2 separate regions of the Oryctolagus cuniculus genome follow, and region 2 is linked to region 1. A link is a contact called in public Micro-C data. All regions are on one chromosome and are shown on one strand. The core of a region is the stretch at or near the end of the contact, and the rest is flanking DNA. Distances in the headings are between cores, read along the strand shown. Region 1 holds the start of AHCYL2 (adenosylhomocysteinase like 2). Region 2 overlaps AHCYL2 (adenosylhomocysteinase like 2).

Region 1 (2,700 bases), core at 140-2,639:
TTCCAGTTCAGCCGAGTGCTACACAGTAAACCCCAGGCAGCCTCCCATCCCTTTATTGATGTTCTGATACGATCAATTTCAATTACAATCACAAATCACTGTGTAGAGTTTGCCTAGGAAATCTGCCACCATCCGTTTTCCCAGGGTCCACGTCTCTGTGTCAGTGTTTGTCCTGTCTGTCGGTGCTGATTTCGCTCCCAGACAGAAGACAGCCACGCCACGGGCAGCCTCGCGGACTGGTAGCCCAGGGGCGTGGTACACCTGGGGGCACTTGCTCCCCGCAGTTCCGAGGCGCCCTCCACACGGTGCAAGAAGCTGACAGCTCAGACAGAAAGCCTCACAATGACTGCCCCCACCCCGCCCCCCAAGGCAGCATTTCTTCCTAACACTTTCAGATGATAATAAAGGAGCCAAGGAAGCAATCCTGGTGGCCAACGACAGAGCAGGGAGGACAAACCTTTTCAGGGGGAAAAAAAAAGAGTAAGGAGAATCCCTCCTGCGCCTTTACATTCAAAGACGTGAGGCTTCCACGCGAGCTGGGAAGCAAGGGCACGGCTGCTCTCCGGACGCGGCCGGCCGGGGCGTGGGGGGACCACACAACTCCCAGGCTTGCCATGCGAGCTCTCCAGAGACGATCCCTGCACCCCGATGGCTGGGAGGGTCCCCACGCCCGAGTCAGGGGGTGCGAGGGGCGCCTCTCTCCCACCCCGCCTATTGCAAGTAGTAGCGGAGCGCTCCCTCCATGTTACTCGGAGCCAAGTGCGGCCGAGCCGCCCGGAGGCCGGGCGGCCGCACCCCCGACACTCGGGGCTGCAGGGGCAGGCGCTCTGCTCCCGCGATCGGAAGGGAGGGCGTGGAGGGGCCGCCGCGGCGCCGGACGACCCGCGGCTCCCGCTCCTCCCTCCCTCTCCTCGAGAGGCAGCCCGGCCCCAATACCTTCTTGACCGTGCGCGGCGCCTCGGTGACGGTGCCGTCGGGGCTGACCAGGGCCTCGCCGCCGTCGCGGTGCCGCTGGTGCTGGTGATGCGGGTCGCTCCGCTTCATGGCCGACGCCTGAGGCACCTTCCCGGCGGCAGGGCTGAGAGCCGCGGCGGCGGCGGCGGCGGCGGCGGGCCCCGAGCCCGGGCCGGGGGCCGGGGGCCGCTCCGCGGCAGGAGCTGGAGCCTCGGGGTCTCCGCCGCCCGCTGGGGGGACCATGGCGCCCACGGCCGCGGCGCTCAGTCCTAGCTGCGGCTCCGCCTCGGACGGACTCAGGTCCTTCAGCTCCACCTCAGGCACCTTGGCTGCTGCCGCCGCCGCCGCTGACACAACCTGCACCGACATCACCGCCTCCGCTGCAACCGCCGGCTCTGACTCCAGCTCCAGCTCCGGCTCGGCCCCGCCTCCCACCTCCCTTCCCCTTCCCTCCCCCATTCCCCCACTCCTCCCCTCCATCGCCTCCGCTCCCACCCCCTTCCTCCGCCCGCCTGCCCGCCCGCCCGCCAGCCCCGGCTTCTCCAGCCCCGCCCCTCCCCGCCCCGCCCCCGTCCGGTCCGGCTGGCGCGCGAGGCGCCTCGGAACCTGTAGTGCGCTTGCTCGGGACGGCGCCCGGCGAGGACACTGAGGGACCTCAGCCCCCGACCTGCACCGCGCGCTGCGGGGGCGTGGCTTCGCGGCCCCCTGGGAGTTGTAGTCCCTTCCGGCCTTTGCTCCAGGACGCCTGGGAGAGGGAACTCCTGGGCCTAGGGCGGGCGGCTAGGGGAGGGGAGTGGGGATAGGAGACTCTCCAGTGGGGATGAAGACGAGAAAGTCTGCAGAGGAGTTGTGGCTTCCGGGCCAGGAACGCCAGAAGCCTCAGGGAAAGTGGGGGAGGAAGGGCGCGCTACCCGGCCGGCGTGACTGTCCTCCGAGTGCGCGCGCGTCTGCGGCCACGTGAGCCGGTGTTTCAAGGCAGAGCGGCGGCGTCACGGGAGGAGGGCTCTGCCCGGGTGGAAGTGGCTAGGTTTTCCTTTCTTTCCCTGATGCCTTTGCAAACTTTAATGCCTTTGTTTTCAGAACGAATAAGACAGGACCTTGTGTGCTTTGGTGACTTCGGGCACATTTCGGGTCTCCAAGCTGACAACTTCGAAGGCTGAGGAATTCGCGGGTCTCCTTAAATGAGGCCACATCTTTTGACCTATTAATTCTGCGAGGAAATAATCAGAAATCCAAGTTCGTGAGTCGGCATAAAGGAATATTCATTAACATACGAATGGTCATTTCTCCAAATGATGAGATTTTGGGTAGCTTTTACTTTGTGTGTACCTTTCTGTAGTCTTTAAATTGGCAGTTTTTAATAACAGAGACGTATTTTAAACTGTCCAAAATATAATGGTTACAACCTCTACAAGTAAGTTTCCAAGAACTGTTAATAAGATAAATACGTGCTTATGATAAAAAATACTAATCTAAGCAGACGAAAGTGAACAGTAAATGAGATTTTATATAAATAACTCTTAAAATACATTACACTGCAATCAACTCTGATGACAGATGAAGAGACGGATTTTTTGCTTCTCTGTTACTCAGACTGAGGCACAGTTTATGCCTTAATAACCCGGACAACTCAGGCAGGCGACTTTGGAGTAACCATTTTTCCCCCTGGTAAGGAAGAGAAGTCCCCTGCCTGGCTCTCTCCTTCCCTTGAGCTACTGTGAACCTGTGAACTTCGTGGAGCTGTCC
Region 2 (2,700 bases), core at 9-2,508, 68 kb before region 1:
TCCCACAAAGGTCCATGTGTTAAAGACTTGCTCTCCAATTTCAATGTTACTAAAGAAGGTGGAAACTTAATCCAATGATCGTGTCCAAAGGTAGGGCCTCTGGGAAGTGATTAGATTGGACTGGGTCATTAGGGTGCCACCCTGTGACTAAATCGTGGTGGCATTATAAGAGACCACATAGACACAGACAAACCAGGTGCTCCCTCTTGCAGTGTGATGCTCTGTGCCCTCTTGGGATTCTGCCAGCAACAATGCCCTCACCAGGGGCTGAACCAATGGGGCCACCTGATCTTGAGACTTTGACTCTCAAAAACAGAGCTGAAGTAAAGCTCCTCCTTCCTTCATAAGTAAGTCTGTGTCAGATATTTTGTTGTAGCAACAAAAAGCAAATACTGAAAACTGGTACTGAGAGGGGGACCATTACTATAACAATATCTAAAAATGTGGAGGAGTCTTTGGAATTGGTTTATGGGGAGAGTTTGGAAGAATTTACAGTAGACTAGAGAAAGCCAGAAGGTTGTAAATGAAGTGTTAGGGTGATTCTAGTGAGGGCTTAGAAGACCACAATGCTGACGGGCTTGTGGATGGAAATGAAGATTCTTTTGGGCTTTGGACAGAAAACCACCCTTGGCAGTGACAGTATCATGTCCCCAGTCTGATTCTTTGTGGGCAGCTGAGTTTAGAGGTGAGGGACTGGTCTGGTTGACAGAGAGGAGGTTTCAAGGCAGCAAAGCACTCAGGCTGTGCATGGATGTTACTGGCTGCCATTAGTGAGAATCCGGAGTTAAAAAAGAGCAGAGCAGAAAGATGTGGAAAATTCACAGCCTGGCGAGAGGAGTGAGGAAAAAAGCATGTTCAGGCCAGAAGAATGCAATAGAAAACCCACTTGCTGACAAGATTAGCACAAGATAAATGGGAGGCATGTACTATTCAGCAAAATAACAGGGAAAAAGCCTCAAGGGCACCTCAGAAGTCTCCAAAGCCACAGCTCCCAACACAAGCCCACAGGTTTAGAAGTGACAACTTCTTTCAAAGATCTTCCAGGGCAGAATCCTTTCCAGAAAATGCCTGGGGAACCCAGCTCACCCAGGGCCAACTTCTGATTCTGGCTTGCTGACTAAGTGCTCCAAGGCCACTTTAGCCCTAGTTCAGGCAGGCGCAGATGCAGTTTTTGTGCTGGTGGCAAATTTTGGTATCAACCATATGATGCTAGTGTTGCTAGCATGCAGAATACAAAAGTTATGGGGTCATGGTGGCTTCCACGAAGATTTCAAAGGAAAGCATGGGAGGCCAGACAGAGTTGTTCTACAAGGTTAGAGCCCTTGCGAGGAACCCCTGATGAGTTGATGCCTAGTGAAGCTGAGGGAGTGAAGACACAGGGAAGACCCCAGAAGGGCCAAAGAACCAAAAATATGAAACACTCACCAAGGAAACACGCAAGCAGTATGCAAAGCAAGCTTTGGAAAGCCACACATACCAGCACACAGCCTCAGAGAGCAGCGATTTGGGCAGAGAATAACAGAACCACCTAGATTTCAAAGTATGTCTCCGACAACCTAGGGCCCACCCAGGTAGAGACCTGTTGCGGGAATGGAGACAGTGAAGAGAGCCTCCACGAGAAACGGGGGGTTGGAGCAGCTGCCGAGTGTCCACCAGGGAAATGCCTTCTAGTGGAGCTGTAGGGATGAAACTCCAGTCTGTGAGAACTGAAACGTGCACTGTAACCAGCAAAAAATGGGAAACAGGGGTACCCAAACACTTGGAGGCTTGGTCCTTCTGCCCTGCTGATTTTGGTGTTGCTTTGGTTGGTTAATCCTTTTTTCCTGGCTGTTCCCCTCTTTGGAACGGAAATGCATATCCTGTGTATTACAAGTACCAGTTGCAGTTGTTACAAAGCTTAAGGGAGGAATAGATGACCTCTCAGGTGCTTTTCAAATCTCAAAGTCTAAAATTCTGTGACTGGATTATTTTTAAAGGTCTCTAAAATCCTTTGGTTCTTCTTTCCCAGGGATCTGGCTCAATTTTCCTCTCCCACTGGTTAGCAATGGCCTACAAAACACTGAACAAACAACTCCTTGTAAAAAGCACATGAACTAGGACTGACTCCCACTTCAGTGCTGGGAGGTTTCAGCACCACCCACTTCAATTCTGCAGTCTGGATATTGTACTGCTTAATTAGGTTAAACAGCCAGTACTGACTAAACACGTGGAAAATTTGGCTGTACCCAAAGGTGGTAAACTCTTGTGTTTTCTCTTTTCCCACACATAAATTGTCTGGGAACAGCGGTCTCAAAATCTGGCCCAGAAACCCCAGGAGGTACCCTTTCAAGGGGTACTTGAGGTCAAAAGTATTTTCAGGGTACAGGTTGAGCATATCTAATTTGAAAATCCAAAATCCAAAATCTAGCGCTGACAGGCGAAAATCCAACTTTGAAACTTTCATGCACAAAATTATTCAAAATGTATAAAATTACCTTTAGGCTATGTATATAAGGTACATATAAATGAGTTTTGTGTTTTCACTTGCGTCCCACCCCCAAGAGATCATTGTACTACTTATGCAAATATTCCAAGATCTGAAAAAGTCTGAAGTCTAAAACACTTCTGATCCCAAGAACCATCAACCTAAAATACTAAGGTATTTACCTACATTACTCTCATTATCTAGTGAGTGTGCACCGGGTTCCAGAGACTACATAA

Evidence for each region. Hi-C and Micro-C count contacts between places; a contact is called where the count stands out from the background.
Region 2: a contact with region 1 is called in a Micro-C map of ear pinna, with 3 times the contacts expected there. The contact joins the enhancer-like site here to the promoter of AHCYL2 in region 1. A contact is called at or near these places in 4 of 6 Hi-C or Micro-C datasets (ear pinna, psoas muscle, skin fibroblasts and 1 more).

What each region holds. Positions count from the first base shown.
Region 1 is chr3:165,404,482-165,407,181 of mOryCun1.1, reverse strand. It overlaps AHCYL2 (adenosylhomocysteinase like 2), which reads right to left and starts at 1,389. Exons shown (of 17, transcript XM_008258210.4): 1 at 937-1,389. The coding sequence starts at 1,323.
Region 2 is chr3:165,472,834-165,475,533 of mOryCun1.1, reverse strand. All of the region lies in intron 1 of AHCYL2 (adenosylhomocysteinase like 2), which reads right to left. Among named protein-coding and RNA genes, the nearest start is that of AHCYL2, 68 kb to the right of the region's middle. Within about 2 kb of position 1,258, at least 1 of the 8 cell types and tissues checked has an H3K27ac peak or open chromatin away from gene starts, as enhancers often do. A contact at or near this core is called in ear pinna, where this site is marked.